Linked DNA regions of Mus musculus: region 1 is linked to region 2. A link is a contact called in public Micro-C data. All regions are on one chromosome and are shown on one strand. The core of a region is the stretch at or near the end of the contact, and the rest is flanking DNA. Distances in the headings are between cores, read along the strand shown. Region 1 holds the start of Ttc9b (tetratricopeptide repeat domain 9B). Region 2 overlaps Sptbn4 (spectrin beta, non-erythrocytic 4).

Evidence for each region. A called contact is a pair of places that touch in the nucleus more often than the background predicts.
Region 1: a contact with region 2 is called in a Micro-C map of embryonic stem cells, with 2.1 times the contacts expected there. The contact joins the promoter of Ttc9b here to the enhancer-like site in region 2. A contact is called at or near these places in 3 of 39 promoter capture datasets (embryonic stem cells and stem cell-derived epiblast-like cells), 3 of 484 Hi-C or Micro-C datasets (all in embryonic stem cells), 6 of 115 datasets of contacts at active chromatin or transcription factors (all in embryonic stem cells) and 2 of 9 other capture datasets (adipose tissue and liver).

The regions. Positions count from the first base shown.
Region 1 is chr7:27,652,558-27,659,825 of GRCm38.p6, reverse strand. It overlaps Ttc9b (tetratricopeptide repeat domain 9B), which reads right to left and starts at 5,902. Exons shown (of 3, transcript NM_028417.1): 1 at 5,479-5,902; 2 at 4,732-4,914; 3 at 3,619-3,915. The coding sequence starts at 5,899. The coding sequence ends at 3,800. It overlaps Gm38973 (a long non-coding RNA gene), which reads left to right and starts at 5,594. Exons shown (of 3, transcript XR_881908.3): 1 at 5,594-6,576. It overlaps Map3k10 (mitogen-activated protein kinase kinase kinase 10), which reads left to right. Exons shown (of 10, transcript NM_001290528.1): 7 at 652-805; 8 at 884-996; 9 at 1,294-1,974; 10 at 2,840-3,451. The coding sequence ends at 3,162.
Region 2 is chr7:27,402,053-27,408,855 of GRCm38.p6, reverse strand. It overlaps Sptbn4 (spectrin beta, non-erythrocytic 4), which reads left to right. Exons shown (of 36, transcript NM_032610.2): 14 at 1-613; 15 at 1,608-1,745; 16 at 3,938-4,688; 17 at 5,918-6,120. Among named protein-coding and RNA genes, the nearest start is that of Sptbn4, 41 kb to the left of the region's middle. Within about 2 kb of position 4,400, at least 13 of the 459 cell types and tissues checked have an H3K27ac peak or open chromatin away from gene starts, as enhancers often do. A contact at or near this core is called in embryonic stem cells, where this site is marked.

The sequences.
Region 1 (7,268 bases), core at 4,653-7,152, 250 kb before region 2:
CCTGTCTCATGGTCTCATGTGGCCCAGACTGCTCTGCAACTGTGTAGCTAAGGATGGCCTTGAATTCCTTCCCCGTCTGCCTCCCTGGTTCTGAATTAGAAGCGTGTGCCACACACCCTGTTCATGCAGTGCTGGGGAAACCCAGGGGTTCTGTTTAAGAGGCAAACAGATTTCTCCTGGCCTTTTGTTTTTGTTTTAAGACAGTCTCACTTTGCTCCCAGGTTAGACTGTAACTCATTCTTTTTATTACATTTGTAACTGTGTGTGCATGCCTGTGGGTGGGTGCACCTGTAGTGGGTGCAGGTGAAGGTCAGAAGACAACGTGGTGGGAGCTGCATCTGGCTACAAAGCGATAAGACATTAGAGCCAGGGTGCGTTGGGGAGCGTGGAGGAACAGAACCACGGTCTCCAGAGCTCCCGGCTGGGCCAACCAGAATGAAGCTGAAGGCTCAGGCAGGGAGTGAGGATACAGGCTCGGGACCTGAATGGGCAAAGCTTAAGGAGCTGGCTGCTTTGCTGCCTTAGGCCCTCCCCTGATAGCAGTGCTGTGTTAGGGAAGGACTCACAGCAGGAGTGGCTGTCAGAACAGTTCCTTGGGCTGGCAGGGGCCTCTCTGTGACTCTGACTCGCTTATCACTTTTCTCCATGCAGTGACTCCCATGGACTGTGGTGGCAGCAGTGGTAGTGGAACATGGAGCCGCAGTGGGCCACCAAAGAAGGAAGAACTGGTTGGGGGCAAGAAGAAAGGCAGGACATGGGGCCCCAGTTCCACTTTGCAGAAGGAGCGAGCTGGAGGAGAGGAGAGGTATGAGTGTATAGCTGCCAGCCACCCCATACCTGCCTAACCCTTGCCCTGACCCTATCTCCCTGTGTGCCCCTGCAGGCTCAAGGCCCTGGGGGAAGGAAGCAAGCAGTGGTCCTCGAGCGCCCCCAACCTGGGCAAATCCCCTAAGCACACCCCCATGGCCCCAGGCTTCGCCAGCCTCAACGAGATGGGTAAGAGAGTATGAGTGCTCTGGGGAGTGGTGGGGACAGGAGAAATCCTGCCTGAGGGGACATCCCCCAGACCTAGGTGAGACATGCCCAGAAGAAGAGATAGCAGCAATGGGCCTGGGGACCCGCCCTCATTTTCAGAAGCAAGGCTTTAAAGAGAGAGATTTGAGGACGACAGTGGCACCTGGAGAGGGGGTTTTGCTGTTATTTGGAGGTCACTGGAAGAAGTCCTTGCCACCAATTCTAGGGGAAGGTGAGGAAAGGCAGGGTCGGCTGAGTGACAGACCTCTCCCATTGCAGAAGAATTTGCGGAGGCAGATGAAGGCAACAACGTGCCCCCTTCTCCCTACTCCACCCCGTCCTACCTCAAGGTGCCTCTGCCCGCCGAGCCTTCTCCTTGTGTTCAGGCGCCTTGGGAGCCGCCGGCTGTCACCCCTTCCCGGCCAGGACACGGAGCTCGTAGGCGCTGCGACCTGGCGCTGCTAAGCTGTGCCACGCTGCTGAGTGCGGTGGGCCTGGGCGCCGACGTGGCCGAGGCACGGGCCGGGGACGGTGAGGAGCAGCGGCGCTGGCTGGACAGTCTCTTCTTCCCGCGCCCCGGCCGCTTCCCTCGCGGTCTCAGCCCAACCGGGCGCCCCGGAGGTCGCCGCGAAGACACAGCCCCAGGCTTGGGTCTGGCACCCTCGGCCACCCTGGTGTCATTATCCTCTGTATCGGATTGTAACTCTACGCGCTCATTGCTGCGCTCTGACAGTGACGAGGCTGCCCCTGCCGCCCCCTCCCCGCCGCCTTCTCCGCTCGCGCCCTCACCCAGCACCAATCCTCTCGTGGACGTGGAGTTGGAGAGCTTCAAGAAGGACCCCCGGCAGTCACTTACGCCCACCCACGTCACTGCCGCCCACGCTGTGAGCCGTGGACACAGGCGGACGCCATCAGATGGGGCTTTGAGACAACGGGAGCCTCTGGAGCTCACCAACCACGGTGAGTGGGGCCTGTCCAAGCAATCTTTCACAGACTACTGACCCGTGTTTCCTTCTGAGCCACCCCAGCCGTCATTGCCGGGCCCCTTGTGGGTCTTGGGGATGCCTGAGATAGGATAAATTGGGCAATGTCAATATAATGTCTGCGAGGACAGGGTAGGTGACATGATGGCAAGTGGAAGCATTGGTAGCCATCAGCACTGTCCTCTCTGCTTATTAGCCAGCAGTATGGTCAGGAGGGCGTGGTCGGGAATTACTTGTGCCCTTCAGGCCCTGGGTTCTGGGTTACAGCCACTGTAGTCAGGTTTGAATCTCTCAGCCCCAGCCATGCGCTGTTTCGATCACTCCAGAGATGCAGGCTAGGAGTAGCAGCACACACTGTGAACCCAGTACTCGGGGTCAGGAGTTTATGGTCAGCCTGGGCCACACTCAGAGTTTGAGACCAGCCTGGGCTACATGAGACTCTGTCCCTAAGATGGAAAGATGAACTGGGGTACAGCTCCTTTGGTAGAAGAATTGTCTAACATGTTGAGTGTGATCCCCAACACCACATAAAACTGGATGTTTTCACAATCCTACAACCCCATATTCTGGAGTTCAAGGTCATCTTCGGTTACACAGAGTTCCAGACCAGCCTGTCACAGAAAATGTAAAAAGGTCATCTTCCAGAACAAGCCATTGGAAACTGTGAGAACTTGTTCAAGACCCAAGTGCGGGGCTGCTCATGGCTGTGGCCTTCCTAGAAAGCAGGTGCAGCAAGTTCTGAGAGTCTCTCAGAAGCCAGTAGCCACTTTCCAAGGATGGGGTTGGCATAGAAACGGCGCCCTTTACCCCACCCCTCACCGCATGTGATCCTCTTTCCCTAGGTCCTCGAGACCCCCTGGACTTCCCTCGACTGCCCGACCCCCAGGCCCTGTTCCCTACCCGACGCCGGCCCCTGGAGTTCCCTGGCCGCCCCACCACCCTCACTTTTGCCCCAAGACCCCGGCCTGCTGCCAGCCGCCCCCGTCTGGATCCCTGGAAACTGGTCTCCTTTGGCCGGACACTCAGCATCTCGCCTCCAAGCAGGCCAGACACTCCAGAGAGCCCTGGGCCCCCCAGCGTGCAACCCACGTTGCTGGACATGGACATGGAGGGCCAGAGCCAGGACAATACAGTGCCCCTATGTGGGGTCTATGGCTCTCACTGAGACCTGCCCACCACCACCCGCCTGGGCAGCCATGAATGTAGCGCCCCAGGCCTGCCACAGCCCACCATTTGCCAAGGTGGGGGAGGCCCTGGGCAGGATACTCACTCTATTTATTGGGGAAGGGGGGAGGGGAGGACACTTAATTTATTCCTTTGTACCCCAGGTTGTGGAGCTCTGAGCCCAATCTGCTGTGGGGAGAGGGTGGGTGGGCAGGGATACTCAGGGACAGAATATTGTGGGGGATCTGGCACAAGGCGCAGCATTAAAGGTAAGCCCTGCCCCCTACCAAGCTTGGCTGTGTGTGCGTCCCCTGCCTGGGCCCTGATGCTGATTTACTCCACAGTGGGACACCCTTAAACCCTACATTTCCTCCCTGGGCCTCTGGGTGTCTGCAGAAGTGACAGCTAGGTATAGACCTGTCCTTCATCCCCACAATAAGACCACACAAAGGAGGCGCCAGTGGCAGCGGCTTTACCAGTAAACGCATGAGTCGGGGGAAGGTGCCCGGTGAGGTTGGTGGGACTAAGGTAGAGGCTGCCCCTTGGCCTCAGCCCACGACAGACATTCCGAGCTGGGCAGGTCAGGGGAAGGTGCCCAGTAGGGTTGGAGGGACTAAGGTAGAGGCTGCCCCTTGGCCTCAGCCCACGACATTCCGAGCTGGGCCTCCAGTGCCACCATCACTGTCTTCCCTCTGGAGGCTGCAACGGTTCATCTTCAGCTGAGTCAGCTGGATGTAGCGGAGAACATTGGTGTCTGCAGGGGAGGGACGGGAACATTATCTGGGTGTCCTGAGACAGCAGCCGATAGTTATGTCCTCAGGACAGTCAGCACCTCACTCCCGGCACCTCAGCTGTACCAGCCACCCAGAGAGATTTCACACCTCCTACCTCACACGTGTGGCAGCGGCAGCAGCCGCGCTCTGTCGCTCTGTCGGCAGAGGCTCCTCTCCCACCTCCACTCATCCCCAAGTGACAACTGTTCTCAGCAAACCACTTCACGGGAAAGCTAATCTTGCCTCCTTGCTCCCACAGCCCTACATCTAGCTCCTGCTGTGTCCCCTCCCCATGGGGTTGTGTCATGTCTACACACACATGGACACATGAGTACCCTGACTGCTCTTCCCGAGGGCAGAGAACAAGCATTACAAGCAGATGAGTGGAGGGCCATAGGTGACAGAGGAGCTGAGTGTGACCAGGAGGGAGTGAAGGAATATGGGTGTGGGGGGAGAAATATTCAAGGCCATCGTCGGTGAGTGGATAGGGACACGGATGGGCTAAAGCATTGGGGATGTAGCCTAGTTGGTAGAGTGCTTGCCTTGCATGCATGAGGCCCTAGGTTCAATTCCCAATGAAGAGAGTTGGTTGGGGAAATGCCAGAGGAACAAGGTGAGTATACCTTTGGGGACGGTGGATGGGTGCTGGATGAGTGTATGAGGAATCTTAGGTAGCTAGAGAGAGCTTGTCTGGAGCTGGTAACAGCACTTCCCTGGGGTGGCTTGGCTCTGCCCTGGTCCTCCCGCCTAGGTTTCCTCTGTTCTAACCCCCTGCCCAGCCCAGCCCTGCCACTCACCTGTGGGCTCTCGGCTGCGGGCCTCCTGTAGGTAGCGCAGCGCACGTGCATAATCACCCAAGTGGTAGAAGGCAATGCCGGCACGATAGGTGGCCTTGAAGTTGCCCTGCTGTTTCTCCAGCACCTTGAGACAGTACTCACGCACCCGCTCATAGTTCACCAGCTCCGACTGCAGGAGGCAAGCTGTGGGATGCAGAGACCCTGTAGTCTCAGACACAGCCTGCATCCCCTAGGATTCACATGACCTCAAATAACCTGACCTCTTCCCCTGGGCATATGGGATTGCTCTGGCCACCAGGAGACACTAATCAGCTAACCTGTTAGTATAAGAGCTATCTGCGCCGCCGCTAGAGGGCGCAGGACAGACAAGTCTGAAGCAATTAGCTGGAGGTTTTCCCAAGTAATTATAGAGGGAGGGTCCAAGAACGAAATAGCCGGTGCAGGGTAAGCCTTTCTAACCTTGGCTCATGCGTGGCAGACCGGGGGAAAGAATGAGTCAGGGAAGTGGGGCTTAGAAGACCAAGTCCAGAGCCCGTTTCATTATTCAAGCCCCTGCTTACTCCATCCAAGAAGCCCTATTCATCTACTCCCAACTCTCTTCCTCAGCAAGTTTTGTAGTCTTCCCCGCCAGACCACAGCCCTGACTCCTTCAGCTTCCAGCCACCACAGGCTCTATAGCCTCCTGATTACCCCCTCACTACCCACCCGTTTCACCCGAGTCCTCTGCGCCCCCCGACGGCCCCGTACCAGTGAGGGAGTCGTAACATTCAACCTCTGTGTTCTCCACCAGGCGCCGCTGCTCCTCGCTGAGGCGGGCGGGCCCCGGGCTGGTGGTGGGTCCCGGGGAGGGGGTGGGCAGACCGCCAGGGCGGGCCCCTTGAGCCGCCTTCAGCTGCAGCAGTGCCCGGTGGTACTTGCCAATGGCTTCTCGGAACTTCTTCTCTCGGTAGCAACGCTGACCCTCCGCCTTGAACGCCACGGCAGCCCGCAGGCTGCTGTCGAGCGCCGCAGCCAGGCCCCCAGACGGCTCTGGGGCAGGACCCGACCGAGCAGAGCCATGGCGAGGCGCTGAGCCGGGGCCCGGCGGGGAAAGGGCGGGAGGCGGGCGCGGTGGAGGCTCCGGGGCAGCGCTGAGCATCAGCACCGGGGACAGCGCGCCGCGCTGCATTGTGGGAAACTCCTGCGGCCGCCGCTGCAGCTACCGCATCGCCCCCCGCGGGGCCGGTCCCCACCCTTTCTCCGCCCCCACATCTCTGGCTGCCGTCTCCGGCTGCCCCCTATGGGTCTAGAAAAACCCCTCCAAACTCCCCCTCGCTCACCCTCAAACCAGCCTGGGTCTAGTTGTTCTGGCGCCTCTCCCTTGTCCCCACAGTCCTTACCCTCCCACCCGACTGCATGTTCTCCCGGAGATTTCTAGAAGAAAAAGGCTGAGCGGGCAGACATCAGTTTTGTGGAAAGCTGGTTTTCAGCCCACTAGTCATTTGGCATGTTGGATAAGAATACAGGATTGGGAGTCAAGCTGCCCGGCTTCAGACACTGGTTTCTCATTACTCTATGATTTGGACAATCCCCTCAAATTACCTATTGTACTATAGTGCGGGACAATAGTACATACGTTGGAATCGATTCTTTATGTAATAAACAAATAGCCATTGCTCAATTTCTGTTCAGGGGGAGGGGGTTGATGGGCCAATGTAAAAACAAACAACAACAACAGAAGTCAAGTGGGGTAGCACCTGCCTGTAGTCACACTCGGACATCTGAGGCAGGAGAGTGGAAAGAAGTTTGAAGCTAATCTGGTGCTAACGAGGAAATTCCAGATCAGCCATGAACTACAAAGAAAAGGTAGGTGTGGGAGATTAAGGAGAAGGGAGGGAAAAGGAGAGAGAAAGAATTATTTAGATAGAGCCACATCTCCTAGGTTCACAGCCTAGTGGAGAGACAGACCTGTAACAGCCCAAAGTGGCTGATCCTGGGAAGCGCAGGAGGAGAGCCATGGCTAGCATGGAGAAGTCAGAGGAGGCATTTGCTCTAGGTTGAAGTGTGACTGGGGACTTCCTGGAGGAAAGGCAACTCTGCAACCTAGCCATTCTGTCCCTTGCCTTCCATTTCCAGAAAAGCCAGTGGGGAGGTGACAAGGGTCCCCACTGACAGCCCAGGACCACCAGTACAATAAGGACAACCAAGAAAATGCGGCTGCGGCTGCGCTGTGGTGGCACTCCCCTGCAATCCCTGCACTTAGGAGGCAGAAGCAGCAGAACTCTATGGTTTCCGGGCCAGCCAGAGCTACACCTGACTCAAAAAAGAGGGGGAAAAGGAAAGAAATTCGTTCATTATGGGCCAGCAACATAGCAGTAGCCACCACGTGAGTTCCATCTGTGGAACCAGCCTCTCAAAGTGGTTATCTGACCCCTTCCTACATATACCTGCACACACACACACAAACTCACGCACATACACACACACGCGCGCGCACACGCGCACACACACATACACACACGCACGCACACACACATGCACACACACGCGCACACACA
Region 2 (6,803 bases), core at 3,151-5,650:
CGCTGCGACGCGGGGAGGAGTTGGCTGCGGCGGGCGGCTCCGTGGGCCCGGGCGCCGAGCCTTTGCATTTGGCTGGCCTGGCGGAGCGCGCGGCTAGCGCTCGGCGCCGCTGGCAGCGGCTGGAAGAGGCGGCTGCGCGCCGGGAACGGCGGCTGCAGGAGGCGCGGGCGCTGCACCAATTTGGCGCCGACCTGGACGGGCTGCTGGACTGGCTTCGTGACGCGTATCGTCTAGCAGCCGCTGGAGATTTTGGTCACGACGAAGCGTCCAGCCGTCGCCTGGCGCGCCAGCACCGCGCTCTCACCGGGGAGGTGGAAGCGCACCGTGGCCCTGTGGGTGGCCTGAGGCGCCAGCTGGCGACACTGGGAGGAGCCAGTGGCGCAGGGCCGCTGGTGGTGGCTCTGCAGGTGCGCGTGGTGGAAGCCGAACAGTTGTTCGCCGAGGTGACCGAGGTGGCCGCGCTGCGACGACAGTGGCTTCGGGACGCGCTCGCCGTGTACCGCATGTTCGGCGAGGTACATGCCTGCGAGTTGTGGATCGGGGAGAAAGAGCAGTGGCTGCTGGCCATGCGTGTGCCCGATTCCCTCGACGACGTTGAGGTGGTGCAGCATCGGTGAGCGCACCCGGGGAAGCCCCCAGGGCCCCTTGCTCACCCACCCAACCTCACATGCTTTGGCTCGCCAGTTCTCATGGGGGCAATCCCAGATTTATCCGTCACTCCGGGCTTCATCAGCTTCATACTTTGGACCTCGATTTGCCCATGTGTCAAATGGGGGTAGACATCATAGCCTATGCCTCAAGCTTATGGTGAACAGGAAATGAGTTCACAGATGTGTCACCTAGCAAATACTTGCCCAGTACAGTACCTCCCAAAGCCATTTCCTGCCAGTACGCGGTTTATATTCACAGAACACATATGGATCCACTTAAAGTTTTCTACAGGCTCCTCCACACATGGGACTCCCATTAAGACAGATGTCATCTCTCTAGACAGTGAGGTGGCTCCCGCCCTGGAGCACGCCTTTAGTCTCACCACAGGCAGGCAGGTCTATGTGAATTTGAGGGCAACTTGGTTTACATAGTGACTTGCAAGACAGCCAGGGTTATACAGTGAGACCTTGTCTCAAAAATAAAAAATAAATAAAAATAAATCAAGAATCCTGGCCTGACATTTATATAGAGGGCAGGGTGGAGCATTGGACAATCGGACGTTACAGCAACCCATAGAAAAACTGGAGCCTGTGCTGGTCAGGGTTGCATGCCCTTCTGAGTTCAAGGTCATCCTCAGCTACTTGGAGAGTTTGAGGTCAGCCTTGGGCTACATGTGCTACCCTGCTTCATCACCAGCAGCAGCAAAGCCAAACCAAACCAAAAGCAAAACAGACACAAAACAAAGAAAACAAACAACTCCCTCCCAAAAATCCAGACACAGACACAAAACAAACCCCCCCCCCCCCGCAAATCCAACAACAAAAGAGTAGGAAAGAAAGAGAGAAAAATTCCTGCGAAGGAACTTGAGAAATGTCATAAAGACCTACAACTAAAGAAGTGAGCTGGCTCTTGAGAGCCCAGACCTCTGACTTCTACACCCTCTTCCTCTTCTGCAGATTTGAAAGTCTTGACCAGGAAATGAACAGCCTGATGGGCCGAGTCCTGGATGTGAACCAAACAGTTCAGGAGTTGGTAGAAGGAGGTCATCCCAGCTCCGATGAGGTGCGCTCCTGTCAGGACCATCTCAACAGCAGGTAGGTGGGTCCTGGGGCAGGAAGTTCCTCCTGCTAGCACCTTCTCTATCCATGCACTGTGAAAGCCAGAGGTGTGTGATATCAACCCTTCCGAGGTGTTGATGGGCACTTTGTAGATCAGGAAAATCTTTTTTTTTTGAAAGATTTCTTTCTTTCTTTATTCCTTTTGTTTGTTTGTTTTGGTTTTTGTTTTTTCTCTGTATAGCCCTGGCTGTCCTGGAACTCACTCTATAGACCAGGCTGGCCTCGAACTCAGAAATCCACCTGCCTCTGCTTCCCAAGTGCTGGGATTAAAGGTCTGCACCACCACTGCCCGACTGAAAGATATTTTTATTGTATTTTTAGCATGTGTGTGCGTGTATGTACACATATGTATGTGCATGTGTACACATGTGCATTTGGATGTAGTACCTGTATAGTCCAGAAGAGGGTGTAAAATTCCATGGACTAGCAGTTACAGGTGGTTGTAAGCTACCCAATGTGGGCGCATGGGATGGAACTAGGGTCTTTTGTGAGAGCAATATGAATTCTTAACCACTGAGCCATCTCTTCAGTCTCAACGGCAACTTGACAAGAAGATACTACATGCCCAATGCTGGTGACGATGGGCTGAGGACGCAGCCAGTTTCATGGGCAATTCACTAGTTTGTCCAGAAAGAACTCATAAGGTGCTATTATTGGTCAGGAGTTTTCTCGTGCACTTTATCTTATTTGAGGTGTATTATTTAGTTGTCTATTACTTTGGTTTCTTGAGACAAGGACTGCTGTTCTCAGGCTGGCCTTGAACTCAGTAGCTGAGGATATCCTTGAACTCTTGATCCTTTTGCCCTACCTAGCAGGATTATTATAGACATGTGCCTTCTACCTGCTCCATTCTTAAATTATCTATCTATCTATCTATCTATCTATCTATCTATCTATCTATCTATCTATCTATCTGGGTCAGAGTCTCGCTATGTAGTCCTGGCTATCCTGGAACTTGCTATGTAGACCAGGCTAGCCTCATTTCGAACTCACAGAGATCTGCCTGCCTCTGCCTCCCAAGCACTGGGACTAAGATGTGTTCCACCATGCCCTGCTCCTTTTTACTTCTGAGAGAAGATCTCCTGTAATCTAGGCTAGCTTGAACTTTCTGTATAACAAGGCTGGCCTATGCTTTCCACATGCTAGGATTATGGGAGTGTACCATCACGACTGGCTTCCTAAGTACTTTAATTTAATTAACTGTTTTATCCTCCAGCCTCCTGGGGTCCACAATAGAGCTTCCAGAATTTAGAACATGTTTTTTTTTAAATTACATTTTGGGTGGTATAGAGGGGTCTGAGGCAGAAGGAACTGGAGTCCAGGGTTTCAAGGCAACTTAAAAACCAGAAGTGTACCTGTATCCAGTGCCATCACTGAGGAGACAGAAGCAGAAAGATCACAAGTTCCAGGCTAGCCTCAGCTACCTACTAGGACCTGTCTAAAAAGGGATGGGGTGGGGTGTATATACCTGCAGATGAAATGAGCACAGACATTAAAAAGTAAATTATGGGGCTGGAGAGATGGCTCAGTGGTTAAGAGCTCTTCCAGAGATCTTGAGTTCAATTTTCAGCAACCAGAATGGTGGCCTACAACCATTTGTAATGGGATCTGATGCCCTCTTCTGGTGTGTCTGAAGACAGCATCAGTGTACATAAAATAAATAAGCAATTCTTAAAAAAAAAAAAAGACACACATCATGCCCTCTTCCCCTTCCCCTCCCTCCCTCCCTTCCTCCTCCTCCTCCTCCTCCTCCTCCTCCTCCTCCTCCTCCTCCTCCTCCTCCTCCTCCTCCTCCTCCTTTGACAGGGTCTGTGTAGCCCAAGGAGTGCTAAGATCATAGGTGTGTACTACACCACACAGCCGTGATTCTCTGGACTGTGTGCCCTAGGCAGGCAGCTGTTGTCTGTTTTCCGTCCTCAGTTGCTAATAAACTCTGAAAGATAATGAGATAACAAACAGAATCCTAATATTATTATGAAGATAATTTGGTAGCGCTGGAACGATACATACATTGAAAGTTGTGCTCTAAGCACTGTCCAGAGTGAGATACTATTGATTTAGGCACAAACTGGGACTCTCCCAGGCTTCTGAGCGTCCGAAAACCTGGATTTTACCCTGGGTGTGCGGATTCTCCGCATCCGATCACCCTCTTTCCCGCCCCTGAACAGGTGGAACCGCATCGTGGAGTTGGTGGAACAGCGCAAAGAGGAGATGAGCGCGGTGCTGCTGGTGGAGAACCACGTGCTGGAGGTGGCCGAGGTGCGCGCCCAAGTGCGCGAGAAGCGACGGGCAGTGGAGAGCGCGCCCCGGGCGGGGGGAGCCCTGCAATGGCGCCTGAGTGGCCTGGAGGCGGCTCTACAGGCGCTAGAGCCGCGACAGGCGGCGCTGCTGGAGGAGGCGGCGCTGCTGGCCGAACGCTTCCCCGCACAGGCGACGCGCCTGCACCAGGGCGCCGAGGAGCTAGGAGCCGAGTGGGGCGCACTGGCCGGAGCGGCTCAGGCCTGCGGCGAGGCGGTTGCGGCGGCAGGTCGCCTGCAGCGTTTCCTGCGCGATTTGGATACTTTCCTGGACTGGCTGGTGCGGGCGCAGGAGGCAGCAGGCGCCGTCGAGGGGCCGCTGCCTCGCAGCCTGGAGGAGGCGGATGGGCTGCTGGCGCGCCACGCCGCGCTCAAGGAGGAGGTGGATCAGCGTGAGGAGGACTACGCGCGCATCGTGGCTGCCAGTGAAGCGCTGCTAGCGTCCGAGGGCGCGGAGCTGGGCCCCGGTCTGGCGCTAGACGAGTGGCTGCCGCACCTCGAGGTTGGCTGGCACAAACTGCTCGGCTTGTGGGAGGAGCGCAGGGAGGCGCTGGTCCAAGCGCACGTCTATCAACTCTTCCTGAGAGACCTGTGCCAGGCGCTTGCGGTGCTGCGCAACCAGGTGCCTGATGGCTGTCTGGGGTGCGGGGTCTGGGCTGAGAGGGATTGGGTGTGGGGGCACAGACTTGCTTTGATGTGTTTCCTGGGACCCCTAGATTCCTGCTTTGTTTGGGGGTAGGGAATTAAAGGAGTAGTGGTTTATCTGGAAAATTGAGGTCTGTGACAGAGATAAAAGGTTATGTTGAATGGTGTGGGTTCATGGGGCGGTATATTTTCTATCTATCTATCTATCTATCTATCTATCTATCTATCTATCTATCTATCTATCATCGAATCAAGACAGGGCCTTTCTATATAGTCTTGGCGGTGCTGGAACTCGCTATGTAGATTAGGCTGGACTTGCATTCACAAAGATCCTACTGCCTCTGCCTTACAAGTGCTAGGATTAAAGGCATGTGCCACCACCATTCGCGCATAGTAGCATAGACGACCAGCTTTTAATTTAAAAAATTATTTTTATTTGTTTTGCCTGTGTGTATTCATGCATAAAATGCATTTAGAGTCCTGGGAGGCCAGAAGAGGGCACCAGATCCTTTGGGATTAGAGTTACAGTTATGAGCCACCATGTGGGTGATGGGAATCGAACACAGGTCCTTTGGAAGAGCAGCGTGTGCTCTTAATACTGGAGCCATCTCTCCATCTTCCTATCTTTTAATTTAAAAAAGAATTTATTTTTATTATATTTAACGGTGTGCACCTGTGTGTACACGTGAAGATTCCCAAGAAGGCCAAGGCGATGGAGCCACTGGAGTTGGTCGTTGTGGAATGCGGAATGTGGGTGCTAGGAACCCAACTCAGATTTTTCTGGACGAGCAGTAAATACTCTTAACCAATGAGCCATTTGTCCAACCCTTGCTTTTATGGAGACAGGATCTATGGAGCCCTGGGGGTCTGGAACTCTCTGTACAGACCAGGCTGGCCTTGAACTCTCACAGATCTTCCAGTCTCCACTTCACAAAGTTCTGAGATTAATGCTCTGCTTGGGTTTAGTGGTTTATGAGAGGTGAATTTGAAGTGGCTTATTGGGATTGTGGATTATCTGGAAGGAGCTAGCAAGAGAGGATAATTCATAGATTTGGCAGAGTGGGCAGAGACCTGGGGGAATCTGGAAGGACAGACTGCTAAAAAGAGGGGCCAGCAGGAGTAAAAGACCCTGAGGTGGAACTGTGCCTGAAGCCAACCAGCGTCCTGGGGTGGAGCCAAGCTGACCTGTATCCCTTCCGTTCCCAGGAGGTGGCGCTGTCTGGCGCTGAACTCCCTTGCACAGTGGAGTCGGTAGAAGAGGCGATGAAAAGGCACCGGGATTTTCTCACCACGATGGAGCTGAACCAGCAAAAGATGCAGGTGGCGGTTCAAGCTGCAGAGAGCCTGCTGCGGCAAGGCAACGCCTACGGGGAGCAGGCGCAGGAGGCAGTGGCTCGGCTGCTAGAGAAGTAGGTCCCCGGTTCCAAAACTGTGCCCAGAAAGTGGGGTCTGGGCACCGTAGAGTGGGGAAGGGATACCCAGATCTTTCTTCCCACCCCTATTTCCAGCTTCTCTGCCTTTTCTCGTTTCAATTTAATTCCTTATTTGTTTATTTGTTTATTTAATCTATGTTTTTGGCACAGGGTCTCTTGTAGACCAAATTGGCCTGGGTTTTTTTTACATCCATGCATCCATCTCTCCATCCATCCATCCATCCATCCATCCATCCATCCATCTATCGTGTGTGTGTGTGTGTGTGTGTGTGTGTGTGTGTGTCACAGGACAACTGAACTGGAAGGCGTTAGTCTTCTCCTCCTATTACATGACTATGAGGATCAAACTGGGCGTTTCAGGTTTGGCAGCAAGTGCCTTTACTTCCTGAGTGTTGTCACCTGACCTAGCCTAGAACTTTTTTCATAGCTTGGGATGACATCGAACTCCTAATACTTCTGCCTCCTCCTCCTCATGGGACTAAAGACACACATCATGGGGGCAGGGGAGATAGCTCAGCGGTTAAGAGCACTGACTGCTCTTCCAGAGGTCCTGAGTTCAATTCCCAGCAACCACATGGTGGCTCACAACCACCCGAAATCAGACTCCCTCAACGCCCTCTTCTGGTGTGTCTGAAGACAGCAACAGTGTACTCATTTAC